Linked DNA regions of Mus musculus: region 1 is linked to region 2. Evidence: chromatin contacts called from public HiChIP or PLAC-seq data. All regions are on one chromosome and are shown on one strand. Each heading gives the region's core, a stretch centred on a gene start, on an enhancer-like site or on the middle of the called end of the contact. The rest is flanking DNA. Distances are from core to core; before and after follow the strand shown.

Region 1 (5,684 bases), core at 2,475-4,974, 59 kb before region 2:
GGTGTGGAAGAGGAGAAGGAGAAGGAGAAGGAGAAGGAGAAGGAGAAGGAGAAGGAGAAGGAGAAGGAGAAGGAGAAGGAGAAGGAGAAGGAGAAGGAGAAGGAGAAGGAGAAGAAGAAGAAGAAGAAGAAGAAGAAGAAGAAGAAGAAGAAGAGGAAGAGGAAGAGGAAGAGGAAGAGGAAGAGGAAGAGGAAGAGGAAGAGGAAGAGGAAGAGGAGGAAGGGGAAGGGGAAGGGGAAGAGGAAGAGGAAGAGGAAGAGGAAGAGGAAGAGGAAGAGGAGAAGGAGGAGGAAGAGGAGGAGGAGGAGAAGGAAGAAGAGGAAGAAGAGGAAGAAGAGGAAGAAGGAGAAGGAGGAGAAGGAGGAGAAGGAGGAGAAGGAGGAGAAGGAGGAGAAGAAGGAGAAGGAGGAGAAGAAGGAGGAGAAGAAGAAGAGAAGGAGGAGGAAGAAGAGGAGTTATATAGTGCGGGACACACTGCAGCTTCCATACCGAGATTTTTTTTTTAACTTTTTGGTCTTTGTGAGTTACACATCATGCACCGCAGTCCCTCTCTCAGCTCACTCTTTCTCTTCATATCTGTCCTCTGCCCCTGCAACCTCCCCTGCAAAATAAAAAACAAACAAACAAGTAAGCAACAAGAAAGCATAAAAAAAATCTCATCATGGTAGCTGTAGTATGTCACAGTGTGTCCTACAGCATATCCCTCTGTCCACACATCTTCACTTGCAAATGTTCATTTCAGTGAGTCATAGGTCTGGTTGTAGATCTCTGGCTTGTGTGACACCATCAGAATTGGATCATCATTGGGACTCCTCCCAGTTATCCTGTTGTTGTCATGTCATGGAGATCCTCCAGCTTTGGATCAGCCTGACTGGCCCTTTCACACATCCCAACTCTTCACAGACGATATAGATTTTGGATCTGGGCCTGGGTGGTAACAGAGCTGGTCAGTGTGACAACTTTCCCTTATCTGCACCACCAGAGTAAGCTCTCCAGCACTGCTCTTGCTAGGCCACCCGATACTACCATTGGCAGGAGGCAGGGTCAGCCCTCTGGCTCTCATGACTTCAGCACTGGATCACCCACACTCATGCCTCTAGAGCCAGCTCTACTGTGCTGCCCAGTCAAGGTAAGGGGCCTACTCTTCCAAGTGCTGCATCCTGTGAGGTACTAGGCAGCTTTCCTGTTCTTACACCCTCAGGGCTGGTTCACCAGTGCTTTTGACATCAGGGACAGCTCCACTGTGTTACCCAGGCTGCTTTCTTGAGTGCTACAGCCAGTGAGGAGGCAGAAATAGTTACCCACTCTCACACCTAGCTCTCCTGACTATAGCAGGTAGCAAAGAGCAATGGAGGGGGGCATCGCCTCACACCCTCATGTCAGATGAGTGGCAAGGCCAGCTCTCCCATGCTCTAACCCTCGGGTGCCAGCTCACCTGTGCCCTCTCCACCAAGGCCTGCTTCCCAGACAAGGTGCAGGACCAGCTCACCTGCGCTCATGACCCAAAGCCAGCTCTCCCAATAGCCACAGGTAATGACGGGCAGGGGGGAGAGGGCATCATCCCCTCACCCACACCACTTCATGACCAATGAGTGACCCGGCCAGTTTTCATACTCTTGCTCAGCTGCTCCACCTTGACCAGGTCTAGAACTACTGTGCTTCCCAGGTGAAGTGCATGTCCTGCTCTTCACAGTTCTGCAGCCAGCCAGGGGCAGGACCAGCTCGTCTGTGCTCATGACCCCAGGGTAAACTCTCCTGACTGCTGCAGGTTATAAGGAAGGGCATCACCTCCCACAACCCAGACCACCTCGTAACAGATGGGTGGCAGGGCCAGCTCTCCCACACTCATGTTCCTGGTACTGAGTCACCCACACCCCTGCCACCAGGGCTAGCTCCACTGTGCTCTCCAGAATGTTGCTGCCGGTGAGGGGTGGGGCCAGTTCTACACAGTCCCTGGGCATCCACTTGGTTTCCAGTGGCTTCCCAGACCAGGGACGACTCCATCGACCCTAACCCCTGCCACTGTGTGAACACAGATTCAGACATGGCTCTCAGTGGCAGCTCCAGCTAAGATTTTACCATGGCCAGGTGGCAAGGCTGTCCACTCACAACAGGCTACTTCTTTCCACCCTGGAGTCTGCAGTTTCCATCTTTCTTCACAATGCTCAAGTTGCTCTTATCTAACTACCAGGTACTCGCACATTGTGGTGGCTCCTGCTGCAGGGTAGCCACATAGCTGGCAGGCCCCTAGGTGGCATCATCTGTCAGCCCTTAGTGGTGTGGAAGCAAGTAGGTGTCTGTGGGTGGCATGGCAGTTTGCAGGTCTCTGTCTAGTCAGTCTTCCTCATCCTACACTGTGCTTCCTGGATTTGATTTGATTTTTATGAGACCTAGGCAGAAGACAGCTTTGGCCACTGTCTTAGTTAGGGTTTTACTGCTGTGAACAGACACCATGACCAAGGCAAGTCTTATAAAAAACAACATTTACTTGGGGCTGGCTTACAGGTTCAGAGGTTCAGTCCATTATCATCAAGGTGGGAGCATGGCAGTATCCAGGCAGGCATGGCACAGGCAGACCTGAGAGTTCTATGTCTTCATCCAAAGGCTGCTAGTGGAAGACTGACTTCCAGGCAACTAGGGTGAGGATCTTCAGCCCACACCCACAGTGACACACCTACTCCAACCAGGTCACACCTATTCGAACAAGGCCACACCTCCAAATGGGCCACTCTTGCCCAAGAACATATAAACCATCACAGCCACCAACCCAGGCATCAAACTAGGATGAGCAAAGGACTGTCATCTGCTCCTCACTGATATATGAACAGCACCACCAACAAGATCTTTGGCCATTGCCAAGTTTTTTGGTTTGGGTTTGGGTTTTTTTTGGGTGGAGGGGGTTCCTTTGGAGGGAGGCTGCAAGGGCAGAGGGTAAATACAAAGAGATGGGAAAATGAGAGGGATTGAGGTGTATGATGTAAAAGTCACAAGGAATCAATACAAAGTTAACACACACACACAAAATAAAATAAAAAGTTTGTGTGCATTGAGGAGCCTGCGAACAAATGCACTTCTAAGAGATCATGCAGACAAATGCAGAACTGACAGCTGTATGCCACTGGTTGTGGGTGCACACCTTTAACCCCATCATTCGGGAGGCAGAAGCAGGTTCTTGAGTTCAAGGCCAGCTTGGTCTACAAAGCTAGCTTCCAGACACCCAAGGCTACACAGAGAAACCCAGTCTCAAAAAACCAAACCAAACCAAACAAACAAACAAGTAGAATGGCATTGTACTGGCTAGTTTGTTTTTCAACTTGATTCAAGTTCATGAGGGAAGAGGGAACCTTAATTGAGAAAATAACTCCATTAGATTGGCCTGTAGGCATGTCTATTTGGCATTTCCTGTATTAATGGTTAATATGTGGAGTATCCAGTCTCCTGTAGGCTGTGCCACCCTGGGCCAGTGGTCCCAGATTACATAAGAAAGCACTGAGCATGCCAGGAAGAACAAGCCAGAAAGCAGTACTCCTCCATTACCTTTGCTTCAGTTCTTGCCACCAGTTCCAGACTTAACTTCCTATTTGCACACACACACACACACACACACACACACACACACACACTTCTCTGCACACAGAAGACGGATGTGGTGTGTCCTCCTTGCCTAAAAGCTGCTCTCCTTAGCAATCTGGTTCCATCAGGCCCATTCATGAACATGAAGAAAACAGAAACTTTTCACTTCCCTCGCCTAAAATTATTGCTTCACTTCCTGGCTTTCAGACTCATAATTGAACCTCATACAGATTTCACACATTTGTGCCTATATTTTTTCACACATTAACCACATTTGTGTCTATATTTAGAACAGCTCCCCTCTCCTTTTCTCTATTACTGCTAACATCTTATAGGTTGTAGATATTTTTAAGAGGATTAGAGAACTGGGTGTGGTGGTACATGCCTGTAATCACAGCACTCAGGAGATTGAGGCAGGAAGATTATGAGTTCAGCACTAGCACTGGTTACCATAGAGAATTTTAAGTCATCCTAAGATACATGAGACCCTGTCTCAAGAATAAAAAATGTATTATAACTTGAAAAGTCATCTACGAAATTTAAACAACAGCAAAATGGTGTGTGTGTGTGTGTGTGTGTGTGTGTGTGTGTGTGGTCACACAGACGAGTGCAGATACTGGACACTGAACCCAGTGCTTCACTCTGTACAAAGCATGTATTCTACCCTTAGCTACACATTCAATTCAAGGAGGCAACTTATTTCATTGTAACCAACAGAGATTTGATATGGCTGTAGCTTCAACTCTAAGACAGAGAAATGCAAAAAGTAGTAAGAAACTGAGAGGCCAACCCTACTCCATCTTGGAATCGGCCTCCATCTTAAATGAAAAATAAAATAAAATTAATACACACACACCAGGAAGGACCCCATGGCTTGTCCTTGGCTAGCTCTCTAGCTACTTCCTAGCAACAGTTAATCAAAGATTTGTCTGATTGTTTCAAATGTACTTTCAGACTATTCTTAATTGTATATGGTCTTGCTTCAGAGCACCCACCTGTCGATAGACATTCAATTAGTGCTTGCCAGGCTGGAAAGCCCCTTGTTTGCTCTTATTTTCCAATTAAACCTTTTCCTGATGAGAGTTCTGGGACAGTAAGTAAGCCCAAACTTAAGTATGATTACATAGGCGTCAACTCCTTGGTGGTCTTTTGGAGTTCACGAATGCTTCCTAGCACAACAAAACCAAACCAATACAGGTGCATTTTCATCAAATATTTATTAAAAAGTACCAGGCACTGGGATAAAGGAAAAGAACGCAGTGATGATCAAAAACAAAAAGGCCCATACTCTTGTATTGATTGCAGTCTAATGAACCATTTAAATATTAATCACACTAATTAATCTAAATTGGCCATTCTGTAAGGGACCACTAGGTGTCCCCATTATCCATTCAGAGCTCCTAGTTTATATTCTGTGCCCCAGTAAGGACATTTTCCGCCTCCTCTCCAGCTAAATATAGTCAGTCACACAACCAACTTTTGATAAGTAAGAAGTGAGTAAAAGTATTTAGGGCAAACACACTTAGGCCATGCTCTTATAAGAAGTGGGTGTGTCCTCCATCCCTCTCAGCCACTAGAAAGTAGAAGTAATATGGAGTCCTCTCAGAATGCCCTGGTGAGGTCCACAGGGATGATTGTGCCCAAAAGCAAATGGTTCCTTAATAATGCAGCCTTCAGACAGGCCCTGGGCTGCTTAATTTTGTACTATTGGAATCCAGAAAGAAATTTTATAAAAGTCACTATTTGTTTCTGTTTCCACAGTAGATCTAACTACTAGGAAGGAAGTTTTGGGGACAGGGATGTTGCTCTGTCCATAGAGTGCTTGTTGGGAATACGTGATACCCTGGGTTTGATCCTTAGTACCACATGCCTGTAATCCTAGCACTTAGGAAGCTGTGGCAGAAAGATCAGAAGTTCAAGGTACATGGAGAGTTTAAGGCTATTATGGGGTGCATAAGACACTGTCTCCAAACAATAGAAGAGAGCTTTGGAAAGAAAACAATAAAAATCCATCTAAGGGATCATGTAGGGTTGTGTGTCCTGAGTCTGCTCTGCCACAGGGCATGGCCGCTGGGGGAGTTGGGAAGCAGGAGTTGACCAACCTTACCCCA
Region 2 (6,066 bases), core at 757-3,256:
CTGAGGGGTTGGAGAGATGGCTCAGCAGTTAAAAGCACTGACTGCTTTTCTAGAAGTCCAGAGTTCAGTTCCCAGCAGCCATGGCTACTATAGCGTCCTTATATACATAAAATAAATAATTCTTTTTTAAAAGGAGTAAAGCAGAATAATATTTATTATATTTTACTAATTAAGCATATGAAGAGTCACCATGTAGTAGGGGGCTCCATGGTTAAGAGCACTGGCAGAGGACCCAGATTCAACTCTTACCAGCCACATCAGGCAGCTCAAAAGAGACTATAATTGCAGTCCCAGAAAATCTGATGCCTTCTTCTGGCTTCTGAGGGCATCAGCATATACACATATATACATCCAGGAAAACACACACACACACACACACACACACACACACACACACACACACACATATATATAATAAGTAAGTAAATAAATAAATTGACAAAGCAGGGGGCCCAAAAGAAGAGGAAAACAGAGGTTAGCAGACTGAGGACCTTCCTAATGCCCCAGAGATGATTAGTTATTAGTCCCAGTCAGAGTGTTTGGGGACAAGCCAGTCCCCCAAAATAACCAATTTGCAATGCAGGAGTTCTCAAAGTACATTTATAAATTCCCTGCTCCACTTTCAGACAACTAGGCTATGATCTTGCTTTTCCTAGAACTGTCATTTTGGAAGGCACCACCTTCCAGCCACGAAGACATTCCTAGAAGGGGCAGAAAATGGACAACTAACGGAGCGAGCAGCAGAAAGAGGAAACAGATTGAAACAGCTCTCAAGCCCTGTACTAGGTTTTCTGGTCCCAGGCATTTGTTAATGACAAGTTGTAATGTGGCCATAGCGTTAACTATGATCCAATGGCACCAGAGTTTAGCTCAGCTGAAAAATATCTGCAACTCTAGCACTGGAGAGGTCGAGGCAACGGGGAGCATGAGTTTGAGGCTAGCATAAGCTATATAGTCAGTTCTAGGCAGCCTGTACTACAGAATAAGGCACTGTCTCAAAAAAATAAGCAAATAACTCAAAAGGCAGAGGCATATGTATCAATCTCTATGAGTTCCCGGCCAGCCAATGTTATATAGTGATACTTTGAAAAAAATAATAAAATAAGCTGGGCGTGGCAACGTATGCCTTTAATTCCAGGAGGTAGAGGCAGGCAGATCTCTATGATTTCCAACCCAGCCTGTCCTATATAGTGAATTCCAGGTAGTTACAGCTATATAGAAAGACCCTGTCTCAAAACAGATTTCAATAGAGTAATAATTACTGCATAAATCTAAAAATCACTATTCGAAATCAAATAAAATCATTATTTGTCAAGTGACTCATACAGTGAATTCTAAAATAACTTTCATTTTGCAAATTAAAAAAAAAGTGAGGCTGAGAATGTCTAAGTATTTTGCTCAAGGTCACACAGTTGGGGAGGAAGAAGGATGCTTCCAAGAGCACTCTAGGACCACAGGCTGGAGCTACAACCCCACCAGGAAGCACTGTGGGTTAGCCTCCTCAAGAGGAACCAGTTTGTGTCGGGGCTGGTACTCAGAAGCAAACTAGAACTAAGAAGAACCTGAAACCGAGCTCCGAGTGGAGAGAGCTTAACCACAAGACAGCAACAGAGGTAAAAAGCAATTCAGAGGTCCTGGGGAAACGCGGGGGGGGGGGGGGGGGTTGGGAGAGGGAAAGGATGATCCGCACCCGGAAGTGGTCGGCATTGCTCCACCCCCACCCCACACCGCAGCGGGCTCACTGCTGGAGCAGCGTTCCTGCCAGCCCTCCAGCTTCAGGTTCAGTGGAAACTTTCTCTCGAAATAGTTGGCGCCGCAGCTCTTTGTTGCCGGGCCACTTACCACAATAACTGTAGGAAATAATTGCATCGGAGGAGTTGCAGAACCACTGTTGCTTCTCAGATTCAGTCAATATGGGAGAAAGCAGCGTCGAAAAGAGAATAAATGGCAACATGATTTAATATCTCCGATACTTTAAACTCGCCAGGAAGACCATCGGACTCGACAGTAAGGAGGACAGATTTAACTTAGTCAGCAGTCATGTGATTTGGAAGCTCCCATCCAACTGCTTCCTCTTTTTATTTGCATGTGTGACTGTGCATTTGTTTTCATATCTGAGCACTTCCTGTAAGGCAAGAGAAGAAAAAAATGACTTAGAATATACTGTTTCTTAATACTCAGTGTAAACTAAAGTATCCAGCACTTTAAAACAGCACATTTTCAGGGAGACAATTAGCTGCCTTACAGGAAACCCTTACTTAAAAGGAAGTCCACTAGCCGTAGTACACACACCCAGTACTTGACAGGCGGATCTCTGTGAGTTCCAGGTTAGCCTTCTCCAGATAGTGAGTTCCAGGACAGCCAGAGCTATAAGGTGAGATCCTGTCTCAAGAAAGAAAGTCCACCGGTATACTACTTTTCTGTGTGCTGGCCACTCCCTCCCACACACTCCTCCTCATACAACGGTTTCTCCTGACCTAGAAAGCTGCATCTAGCTATCTAAGCTGATTTCTCTCCCCTACCCCCTCTCAATTTCTACTCAAGTACAAACAGGTTCAGCCACAAAACAGACAGGCAAGATGACCCCTACACGGGGTCAGTAGCAATTCCCAGCTGGGACCTCACCAGTTTTGAGAATGCACTCAAAAGGAAGGTTGAACTTGAGGCAATAGTGTTGAGTTGGGGGTGGGGTTGGTGCTGGACTCTAGAGCTCTTCCACAGAGTAGCATCTTGAGGTAAAAGTGTGAGTTCCAGTAATTAAAAAAAAAAAAAAAAAAAGAAAGAAAAAGCTGTTTTGTTCTGGCGTGTATTTCATTCAAAGACTACTTTAGAAAAGTGTGCTTCCTTCAGCTGCACGGCTTTTACAGACTCTTACTTTAGGGTTAGCAGCCAAGAAGGCTTACAGCTGTGGCCTACAATCCGGTTCTAGTGGTGACACTCAACTGCTCACTAAGAACTGTTAAGGTAGCAAGGCAATTGTATTTAAAGCAAAACAATAGAAAGATCAGAGCATACTGTGAGAGCAATGGGTCACCTGAGGATACTCCCGGCCACTGGGTGACTGTGAGGGGCCTCTTTTCATCAAGCCTAAAGGAAGGAGGCACTTGAATCAAGGGGCATAGTTTTGATGGTTCTTTATTTTGATCAATAGATTATGTCATTTAATATTTTTCCTACTATATATGCCCATTTCCATAATGGACCCAAATAATAATTATATAATGTATAATTATATACACACCCAAATATGCATTAGCATAATATGGTAAATAGATTCTTCCTTATAGGATGGTTTACCATATTGAGCACATACCCAAATCCAGATCAGGCCAGTTGGGATTGTCCACTCTTCGTACTGTAAATGTTGGAACACATGAGAATAGAAAGTGTCTAAGTCTGATGGTTGTCAGGGGAGACATACCTATCCCATTGTTCAGAGAAGAGATATGATAGCCCCACCCAGGTGGATGTTCCAGATTGCTAGGTGCATTATTTGGGTAGGGGTATTATGCACAGTATAGACAGGTAAAAGGACTAGGCTGCCAGCTGTTATTAGAAAAGCCGGGGGTGGGAGAGTATATATAACCTGATCCAAACAGAGCCCCAAGTTACTAAAATTCCCTGGGCTTACCTGCCTAACTAAAGACAGAAGAAAAAAAATGTTGTGTCAGTAAAAGGATTTAAACACAACTGCATTTTTCTATTTTAACTGGTTCTTTTAATACTTGAGGATGAGGGGCGCATGTGTGGAAGTCAGAGAACAACTTGTAAGAGCTGGTTCCTTTCTACCACATGAGCTGCAGGTATTGTATTCAAGTCATCAGGCTTGGCAACAAGCATTGTTTACTCAGTCAGCCATCTCACAAGGCCAGGCCCTTTTCTGTTCTAGTTTGTTTTCTGAGGCAAGGTCTCACTGAATAGCTCTGGCTGGCCCAGAACTCACCATATAGATGAGGTTGGCTTTGAACTCACAGAGATCCACCCAATTCTGCCTCTTGAGTGCTTGAGTTTGACACAACATACCACTTTCCGTATGCTTTGAAGAAGATGAAGACCTTGGACTGACATGACATGAACTAGAAGGTAGGCAGAAGCCCCAGCTGCCTAGCCGGGAGGATCTGAATTCCATCTCTTGAAACTGTAAAATGGCCAGGCGTGGTGGCGCACGCCTTTAATCCCAGCACTCGGGAGGCAGAGGCAGGTGGATTTCTGAGTTCCAGGACAGCCAGGGCTATACAGAGAGAAACCCTGTCTCAAAAAGACCAAAAAAAAAAAAACTGTAAAATGAGAGAAGCAGCCGGGTGTAGCACATGACTTTAATCTCAGTACTTCGGAGGCAGGATGAATGGATAATAAAAACACAAATACATTATCGAAAGGAAAAGGTAGCCAGGCGTGGTGGCACATGCCTTTAATCCCAGCACTCGGGAGGCAGAGGCAGAGGCAGGTGGATTTCTGAGTTCGAGGACAGCCTGGTCTACAAAGTGAGTTCCAGGACAGCCAGGGCTATAGAGAAACCCTGTCTCGAAAAACCAAAAAAAAGAAGAAGAAGAAGAAGAAGAAGAAGAAGAAGAAGAAGAAGAAGAAGAAGAAGAAGAAGAAGAAGAAGAAGAAGAAGAAGAAGAAGAAGAAAGGAAAAGGTATCAGCTCAGACCAAGTTCTCAACACAAAAGAGATTTATTGGCCCCAGATAAACAGAGGGCAGGAAATAAGAGACAAAGACCACAGACGATGGAGGATGAGGGAGAAGGGGAAGGGAACGAGGGAGTGAAAGGAGGGTATTTGTCTCAGAGGACAAATGACTGCCTCTGGATAGAGGAGTCAGATGTGGCACATTAAAAAAAAAAAATGGCAGTTCATAAAGGTTTAAGGGGAAAACTGTGTTAGGATGAGATGTTTAATGTTAATTGGGCATGTTATAAATTATGTGAGCCAAAGGGGGCTTTTGATTGCTAAACTTCAATGCTTTGATAGCTGGACCTTGGTAGTCAGCCTCAAGAGGAGGAAGTGGCCAAATAAGGGAATAGACCTTGGTGGCTAGCTTAAGGAATGTAATCTGTTGTTGTTGTTGATGATGTGATGATGGTGTGATGTGATGATAATGTGATGATGATGTAATGATGATGTGATGTGATGATGATGATGTTTTAGCAAGGCAGAGGGAGCCATGCTTGCCATGCTCACCAGAGTCCTAACAAGTTAGGAGAGGTCTTGGAGGAGAAACTATAACCACCATTTTAATAAAGCAGCAAAATCCCTGACTACATTTTAAGTATTTGCCATTATATCCGTAGATAAGTGCCGTATTCTCCCTCCCTCCATTAAGGAAATTTCTCTTTGTAACACATGGAGACCACTATAGAAAACCACAACCAATTAAAATGCAGACTTGTGGGGGCTCAGTCCATGGACACATGAACAAAACACTCCCTGACCTAAGGATCAAGAAAAACTTCAGAAAAGAAGGTGGAAAGACTAAGAGCCAGAGACTCAGAGTGTTTGCTGTGAGACTTTGTATCCTAGTAATGGAGAAAGCTACACTCATAAAGTCTTACCAGCATGACTGCCTAAACATGAAGTGAACAATGACAGTAATAGACGAGGCCTCAACCCTAGACAAAGAACTACAGGCAACTAAGGAATGCTGGAAGGAGGAGGAACAGGGGCAAATATGCCAGCTGGTTATCTAATACCAAATGGCCAGACCTGGAGACACACACAACCAGAAATAAGTTATACTTAGGAATATACATATATATGCATGTACATATATGCATGTGATAGCAATCAATGAAAAAAGTGGCTATGAACTTGAAAGAGAACAGGAAGAGCACATGGCAAGGATTGGCCGGAGAAGAGAGAAAGGGTAAAAATGTAATTATATTGTTTCAAAAACTACACATAAAAAATTATATACTCTAAAAATATAACTACTAGGAACTGAGGAGATGGCTCTGTGATTACAAGAGATTACTGCTCTTGCATGGGACATTGATAAACTATTTCTCCACTGGTAAAATGAGTCAATTCAAGCCAGATTAAATATTAAGGGAAACTGCTCTAGTG

The links. HiChIP or PLAC-seq counts read pairs in DNA pulled down with a chosen protein or histone mark.
Region 1: a contact with region 2 is called in a CTCF HiChIP or PLAC-seq map of CD8 T cells, with 7 read pairs. The contact joins the enhancer-like site here to the promoter of Ly96 in region 2. A contact is called at or near these places in 1 of 15 datasets of contacts at CTCF or cohesin (CD8 T cells), 2 of 484 Hi-C or Micro-C datasets (LSK cells and nephron progenitors), 3 of 115 datasets of contacts at active chromatin or transcription factors (the HPC-7 cell line, bone marrow-derived dendritic cells and effector CD8 T cells) and 3 of 9 other capture datasets (adipose tissue, liver and pancreatic islet).

The regions. Positions count from the first base shown.
Region 1 is chr1:16,745,476-16,751,159 of GRCm38.p6, reverse strand. No RefSeq gene overlaps it. Among named protein-coding and RNA genes, the nearest start is that of Ly96, 60 kb to the right of the region's middle. Within about 2 kb of position 3,724, at least 38 of the 459 cell types and tissues checked have an H3K27ac peak or open chromatin away from gene starts, as enhancers often do. A contact at or near this core is called in CD8 T cells and effector CD8 T cells, where this site is marked.
Region 2 is chr1:16,684,396-16,690,461 of GRCm38.p6, reverse strand. It overlaps Ly96 (lymphocyte antigen 96), which reads right to left and starts at 2,006. Exons shown (of 5, transcript NM_016923.2): 1 at 1,843-2,006. The coding sequence starts at 1,954.